Linked DNA regions of Arachis hypogaea: region 2 is linked to region 1. A link is a contact called in public Hi-C data. All regions are on one chromosome and are shown on one strand. Each heading gives the region's core, a stretch centred on a gene start, on an enhancer-like site or on the middle of the called end of the contact. The rest is flanking DNA. Distances are from core to core; before and after follow the strand shown.

The links. A called contact is a pair of places that touch in the nucleus more often than the background predicts.
Region 2: a Hi-C map of an unstated tissue shows a contact between it and region 1, with 4 times the contacts expected there. The contact joins the promoter of LOC112743537 here to the promoter of LOC112743536 in region 1. A contact is called at or near these places in 2 of 8 Hi-C or Micro-C datasets (leaf and an unstated tissue).

What each region holds. Positions count from the first base shown.
Region 1 is chr14:97,238,077-97,242,339 of arahy.Tifrunner.gnm2.J5K5, forward strand. LOC112743536 reads left to right here and starts at 2,287. Exons shown (of 12, transcript XM_025792783.3): 1 at 2,287-2,692; 2 at 2,816-2,948; 3 at 3,088-3,161; 4 at 3,259-3,305; 5 at 3,397-3,547; 6 at 3,621-3,659; 7 at 3,728-3,929; 8 at 4,028-4,089; 9 at 4,215-4,263. The coding sequence starts at 2,458.
Region 2 is chr14:97,383,762-97,388,024 of arahy.Tifrunner.gnm2.J5K5, forward strand. It overlaps LOC112743537 (L-type lectin-domain containing receptor kinase IV.1), which reads left to right and starts at 2,166. Exons shown (of 2, transcript XM_025792784.3): 1 at 2,166-3,771. The coding sequence starts at 2,385.

The sequences.
Region 1 (4,263 bases), core at 1,037-3,536:
ACAAGTAATATTTATAATGTTAATCTACTTCATTTTCTTTTAATATTATTGTCTAAATATTTTCATATTTGCTGCATTCTTGTAAGAATTTTCTTTGTACATGCATGTGCTGCCTTGTCTAGGTGAATAAGCCCCCAGAAAATTTTTGTCATCCATTGGTGACCATAGAATCATACAAGGCAATATATAACCATCACATAAATCCAATACTTGGACAACCGCTGTGGGAGGTTTCAGAATTTAATAAGCCATGTGCACCAAAGGTTAAGCGACCACCAGAAAAATTAAAGATGAAAAGAAGAATGGATTCGGATGAAAAAGATGGAGGAGGCAAGAGATCGAGACTAGATACTAAGAACAACGATAACACTCATTTGAAAAGGCAGCTTGAAAAATTTACTTACAGTTATTGTGGTGATAAAGGTCACACCGAGAGGTTGCAAAAAGAAGAGATTGGCTGATGCAGCTGTTGCTGCTGCTGCTGTAGTTGAGGTTGAGGCTGCTGCAAAAAACAAAAAGGGCGAAGGGGGAGGTGATCCACCAGAAAATTATTCTATTTTGACTTTAGAACCTAAATATTTTTACATGATATAGGTTGCTGGAAATATAAGGCCTGCAAAGTTGCCGGAAAGAAGAAGAAGTTCTCCACCGCCAAGTTCTGTCACAGTCAATCCATTGCAGGGTGCTAACTCAGGAACAACAATCAAGGATGACAAGTTTAATGAAATTTGTGCCTACTCTCAGTTTCAAAGCACAAAAAAAAAAGACTTGAAGAAATTAGTTAGATGTGTTTAGGGAGATTATGAAAATTAGTATGTGACATTAGACCTTTAATGTTTTGTTAAAATTTAGACAATGACTACTAAGATCAGTCCTGATTATTTTGATATCACAGTGGATCTTTTGATGTTAATACTCATGATGCTTGGTTATGCATCTTTTTTGTTCAACTATGATAACTAATTTAATATAAATCTGGTTTGTTAGTTTAACTTGCCTATTGTAATCCTATTTAAATATAACTCAATTTTGTTGAGTCATGTGTAAGTCACAGGAATACCACAAATTAAATTATTCATTCTATTCAAATATTTTTACACAATACATCTTCCATTACATTACATTACAAAAATTCTTCCATAATTTTTTCTTCAAAATTTGTAACACATCACTAACAAAAACACTACCATCATAAACACAGATACCATCAACAAATGGGTCATGAATTTCTAACTTCTTACATCATCTTCCAACCTCCCAACCCTCCATGCTAGGTTCATCTTCTTTCCACCATTGACTCTATCAAAATCTACTATTCTAGCACTTTTCTCTTGTCCAATGTCAACCCAGACAAACATACCGCACTAAGTCTTTTTTTCTTGTCTGAAATGAACCAACAAAAGATGATGAAATGAAGCAGGCAAGAACAAATGAACAAAATATTATATATTTAACTTACATTATAATTGGGACATCCATAAAATGGCTTGTTTGGATTTGATTCTGTTCCAGACCATCGCAGAACTGAACGGTAACCGCACCCACACTATTCCGGCACCCTCGTATTTCTGTTCCGGTTTTGTGACCTGACCTAGTTACCGCTTGAAGGAGAGCGAATCGAGTTTCCAGCTACGATGCTTCCACCACCCACCATGATGCTGTAACTAATAGCGATGAATGACAAAGATTTAACAAGAAGAAGAGAAACAAGAAGAGAAGAAGATAAAGAAGAATAAGAAGATAGGAGGAAGGAAGACGGAAGTTGAAGAAGAACCCAACTCAGATAAATGAGAGAAAATTAGGGTTTTAGGGACTAAATTGGGTACAAATACAACCCTCGCCACGTTATCTAGCCGTTGTAGGGTTTAGCGTGGTAGAGAGGGTGCCACCATGGCACTCCGTTTGCTGAGTCATTACCGAAAAGGGTTGAGAGACCACGTTGGTGTCCAAATCTAAATCTGGAGGACCAGTATAGATAATTTTAAAGAATAAATAACCACTTGTATCCATGAAAGATGAAAATGCTGACATATGTACCCACACTAAATCGAAACTAAACTTGTACCCACGCAAGATACTTTTTGTGTGACAAAAGTACCCTGTCTTTGGAAGGTTGGAGTGCCACGTAGGGTACTTTTATCACACGGCAGACATCTTACGTGGGTACAAGTTTAGTTTCGATCTAGTATGAGTACATATGTCAGTGTTTTCATCTTTTATGGATACGAATGATCATTTATTCATCAAAGACCAAAATAAGTAATTACAGGGCCAAAATGGATAATTAATTCAACACACTTGAGTACTTTTCATGATTTAAACGCCGAACCAAACGCGTCCTAAAACCGAACTAGTTTGAGGAACATTCTTAACCAAAACCCTACCCCCCAGTCACACTTCACTCAGAGTCTCACACGCTACTCGTTCTGAACACACCCCTTCTTCACAATAACCATCATGTTTCGCATAGCATCATCGAGGTTATCCTCAAGAGCTGCTTCTTCTGTTTCTTCCACCGCATCATTTCTTGCGTCTCTCACTGCAAAACCATCTCCCGTTTCACTCACACCTCTCGCTGCGACATCGTTTAGGTCATACGGCAATGGCTTGGAGCTCGACAAGTCCATGGCTAATCCTGATGCTATTAATATGATCAATTACGCTTTAAACCACGCTAGGACCGACAAATCATGTAATTAATCCAAAAACTGAAAACAAAAATGCCATTTTTAGGGTTTACACCCCGAGACTGTCTTTATTGATTCTATTAATGATTGAAGTTAACGTCTTTTTTTTCTTTTTGGTTCGTCAATAGTTGGGTCGTACGGACTAGGTTTGCTTGTGTTGAAGCACTGCCTTACGATTGAGTTAACTGAAGGCAAAGACCCCAAAAATGAGAATTCTAAAGGGATTGCTTTGCTTGCTATGTCCACCTTGGAATATGAAAGGTTCTTATCATTTATTTATTTAAGTTCGGATTTTGGTCTTTTATTAGAAATGTGGGAGCTCCAGTTTTGGTGGTTGGTTAGTTAGTTTGAATTCATTGAGAGTTTTGTATAATTTAAACCTTTTCTTTTCTTTTTTCAGGGGAGAGTATGATATTGCATTGGAGAAGCTACAGAGTATTCACGAATTAACCAATGCTTACTTGGGTGTCAGAGGTAATTTCACTTTTTCTTGGTAGTTTCTTTTTTTTTTTTTTTTTTTTTTAATTATTAATATTAGTAATTTCATGTGAATTTTGGTTTATTATTGTAGTTGCTGCCCTTGAGGCTGAGGCTGGTCTTTATCTAGAGTTGGGGCAGGTTCGTATCTACAAATCCTTGAAAAATATTTTCTTTCGAGTTCTTGTGTTGGTCCCGTTCATATTTATTCAGATGAAGTTTTGCTATACAGGATGATAAGGCATCTGCAATTGCTGATAAATGTGTAGAGGTTGTCGAGAAACAGAAAACAGATGATGATGATGAGGATTTTAAGGCTCTAATTCTTCGTGCTAAAGCACTGAAGGGGCTGATTGAGCTTGTCAAGGGAAGTATCGAATCAGGTAGTTGTGTGCTAATGGTGTATTTGTTCGTTTTTGTGATTCTTGATGAGTGCTTATTATGTTCTTGGTGCAGCTGTCCCTTTTTTTGACAAATCTATCCAGCTCAGCGACGGTATGATTCGTCTCATCTGGTTTGTAGAAAGCATTCTTGTACTTCCAAATTAACAGTTGGTTATATAGGTACTGCTGCTCTATCATATGGAGAATTCCTATACCTTAAGCAAAACTATTCAATGGCGAAAGAGGTCTACACGAGTGTCCTAAAAGGAGCTTCCGACATAAAAAAATTTGGCAATCCATATTTAGGAGCTTGTAACATGAACTTGGAGGGTTTAATGATGGGGGCACTGTGTTCTCTAGGGCAGCTTGAAACATATCAGGGGTATGCTCAATTTTTTCATTTGGTTTTCCTTAGTTATACCACAAACTTCCTTTTTTATGTTGAGACATATGATACATCACTAATAATTGTTGGTTTAGGAACTATGGTAATGCAGAGAAGGCTTTGACACAGGCATTAACATTGGCAGAGGAAACCTATGGTGACTTCTATATTCGTTTGATTCATTACCTAAACTCAATATAAAAATTTGGTTAGCACTTTTTACAGAACCTGATAATGGCATGTTATGTTACTAAAATCTCCTGGCTTTATCAATTTGTAAAGGTGAAAAGCATCCCAAGGTGGGTGTTGTCTTAACAAGCATAGCCCTCAT
Region 2 (4,263 bases), core at 916-3,415, 150 kb after region 1:
TAGCAATATTAAATTATCAATTTGTCTCATTTAAATCACATGATGGATGGCAAGTAGCCAAATACCGGAAGATTTCAATGTATCCTATCTTGGGATTTTTTTAAATAAATAATTTAATTTTTTTATTTATTAAAATAGATAATTTAGAATCAATTTATATTTTTGGTCTTATTACTTGTCACTTTTACGGGCAATTCACTTAAATACATTGTTTCACCTTTAAAATTACGTAAATATATTGTTTCTAAAACGAAAATACAAATACATTGTTTCACGTATTTATATAAACCGCTACTGCCAATAGTGGTTTACAAGTGAACAGAATCCGCTATTGCCAGCCGCGGAATAAGAGCAAACTTGGCAGCACAGAAATCGCTAGTACCTGTTGCCGTTTTTGTTTGAACTGAGTTGGGCATAAACTGCTACTGCCAGTAGCGGTTTATGTGCGTTGGTTTGCGTGCATAAACCGCTGGAACCTATAGCGGTTTACGTTTAGTATGTGTGAATGGGGCTGTCTATATAAATCATGGAGGGGCCAAATGTGGAGAGGTAGAGTGTTATTTACAAATGGAGGGGAGGATAGTTTTGTGGCTCTGAAAAAATTCAAAAGAGCAAAAGACATGGTGTGAAATTCACAGATAGAGAACCGCTTAGTATTTTTATCCGATCTTCGAGTACGTTGGCAGAGATTAAGCTCAGCATATTACGGAAGCTCGGTACATGTGGGACGAAGTGGGTAAAAAAGTTGTTTTACAAGATTTTCGTTGCCGTTGTGTCAACTGGTGTGAGATATGAGATCTTTGTGATAGGGTCGGATAAAGACCTGCAGGTCTTGTTTCACTGCAGGCATAGTTTTCCGGAGGTGAGGATACCTGAGCTGCTTGCGAAGTTGGAAGATGGTGTGGAGAGCTCCGGGGCATTGGCACCGAATCCTCGACATCGATGCCTGTGGTAGCAGCGGCAATTCTGATTCCTGAGCCCGAATGTGTTGGGGCTGTTCATGCAAGTGTGCCTCCTGTTGTGCCTGATTTTGGATTTGAGGCCGGACCGGATCGAGTTGAGAATGCGCTGTGTGATGATGATTTGGATGAGGAGCCGGTCGATATTGGTGGGGACAGTGATGATGATATTCGAAGAGGTACATGAACAGTCCATGGAGATTCCGGTTCTGGAACACAAGAGTACCCTCCCCATCTGTCGTCTTTGAACTTGGAAGCCATCCGCCAATACCAGAATGTAGAGGCAATATTCGATGGACAAGATATGCATGATGGAACACCTTTTTAATTTGTTTATACGATAAACAAGATAAATAATGAAACCTAAAAATATAAATTAATTCTAAATACCTATTTTAGTAAATAAAAAAATTAAAAAATATATTAAAAAAATCCCTTATCTTGAGGACTAATTAACTAAAAAAATTAGAAAAAACTGTTCCATTTGCTTTCAAATAATTTTTCACTTTTAAAATTCTATTTGTTTTTATATAATTATTTACTAAACAAATTATATTTATATTTAATATTATTATTGAAAAAATAAAGAAGAAAATGTTAGTAAAATAATCATAGAATAGAGAGAATAAATAAATAAAACAAAAGATAATTAATTTTATGAATAGTATTTTAAGGCGCCCTATATTTACAGCACTCGTAAAAAATTAGAACAGCAAATAATAAGATAGAAAGTGACAGATCACGGATCACACCAAAAATAAAAGAAATGAAGTGATGGATCTAAAATTCTACATTAAAAAAAAAATCTTCGACGAGATTACATTTTAGGTGAAATAAAAAAAATATAAGAAAAAAATCATTCAACGAGATTACATTTCATTTCTTTAAATAAAAATTTAAAATTTAGAGAATTTAAATTCCAAAAAAAAGGATAAATAGATCTTTCACCTTTTGGCTCACATACATTTAAATTTTTAAAAATTTAAAAATATATTTTAAGTTTAAATTTTTGAGGGCCAAAAGATCAACTACCTGTTTATCTTTCTCTCTCTTTTTTTTTTTTTTTTACCAAAGATAGCATACTCGAACCCGCAACCTCTTAATTGAGTTAAGAGTATGGAGAGACTATGTCATTTGAACTATAACTCATTGGCTTATCTTTCTCTTTAATAATAATAATAATGACGCATTCCAAATTTTTTTTTTGGGAAAATGACAATGAATCAATGATATTGATACATCGCTCAGTTTCAACCTACAACCTGGAGAGGATATATTTGAAACGTTTCGTCTCCAAGTAAAATATTTAAACTAAAATTCGTGCTTCAAATTTAAATATGTGTATGATTTACGTCTTTATATATTCTCAAGACAAAATCCATTGACCATGACCATAAGAACAACCACAGTGCACAATTTGCAATAATGCACAGTATAGCCATGTCTCTAAAGCTTCTTGCAGTGCTGTTTTTGCAGGTGGAAATGGCAGTAGTAGCAAATGAAGATTATAACACCAACTTCATCTATAACAATGGCTTCCAGTCTTCAAACTTGACCCTGGATGGCATCGCGGGGATAACAACCAACGGTCTTTTAAAACTTACAAACGACACAAAACAAGAGAAAGGTCACGCGTTCTATCCATATTCCGTTACTTTTAAGAACACCACTTCCGGTTTCAATAACGAAGAAGTTTTTTCTTTCTCAACTACTTTTGTTTTTGCAATACGGTCTCAATACTCAGCTCTGAGTGGCCATGGGATTGTTTTCGTGATTGCGCCGCAGAGAGGGCTTCCGAATTCTCTACCAAGCCAGTACCTCGGCCTCTTCAACAAAACGAACAATGGAAACGCAACCAATCATGTGTTTGGTGTGGAACTTGACACCATTCTCAGCACAGAGTTCTTTGATATCAACGATAACCATGTTGGAATCGATATAAATGATTTGAAATCAGCACAGTCACAACCTGCAGGGTATTATAGTAATTCCGGTTTCAAGAATTTGAGCCTTATCAGTGGCTACCCTATGCAAGTTTGGGTGGAATACGATGGTGTGAAGAAGCAAATTGATGTTACTTTAGCACCAACCAACGTTGAAAAGCCGCAAAAGCCCTTATTATCATTGACCAAAGATCTTTCACCGATTCTAAACAATACCATGTATGTTGGATTCTCTTCCTCAACCGGTTCAGTTTTAACTTCCCATTATGTTCTTGGTTGGAGCTTTAAGATCAATGGCCAAGCTCAACCGCTTCTTATTTCTCAACTCCCAAAGCTTCCAAGGCTAGGTGAAAGAAAGGAATCAAAGGCTCTCACTATTGGGGTACCTATGATTTCACTCACTGTGGTGTTCGTGGTGATTCTAGCGGTGATTTATTTCATAAGAAGAAAGAAGAAGTTTTCAGAGTTGGTTGAAGATTGGGAAATGGAATACGGTCCTCACAGGTTTAAGTACAAAGATCTTTACTTTGCAACAAAGGGGTTCAAGGAGAAGGAGCTTTTGGGAAGTGGTGGATTTGGAAGGGTCTACAAAGGTGTGATGCCAGCTTCTAAGGTTGAGGTTGCTGTGAAGAGGGTGTCCCATGAATCTAGGCAGGGGATGAGGGAATTTGTGGCAGAGATTGTTAGTATCGGCCGCCTCCGCCACCGTAATCTGGTTCCTCTCCTCGGATACTGCCGTCGTAAAGGGGAGTTGCTTCTTGTCTATGACTACATGCCCAAGGGAAGCTTAGACAAGTATCTGTATAACCAACCAAGAGTCACCCTCAATTGGAACCAAAGGTTCATAATCATCAAAGGAGTTGCTTCAGGTTTGTTAAAATAAATTTTTTCAACTACGACTCAAAGTTCCAAAAATGTTGGATTGAACTGATATATGTCAATATGTGTGTCTCACATTTTATGTGTACTAACATATTCTCTTGATTGAGCAACACCTCTCTATAACTGAGAGATGCTATGTCTACTTCTATATGTAATGACTATATCAAAAGTAAAGGAAGAGTAATATAAGTAGGTACGGTTGTTGAATATAGTCCTAAAGGTAGATCCTTTTCTGTTAATTTGGTATATTGAAAAGGTGGTTATTTTCAACATATTTGATTGAATCATCTAATGGTTCATAATATCATATTTATATGAAGAGGTCTTTATGGACATAGCCACCTATTAAAAATACTTCATGATATTAAAAATAATCTTTAGAGAATAATTTGTATAAAATAAAATAAAAATATTTTGTGAATTTAATTTGAGGGAAACCTCTCATATTTTGAGAATTATCTTATATTTGCAAATTGCAA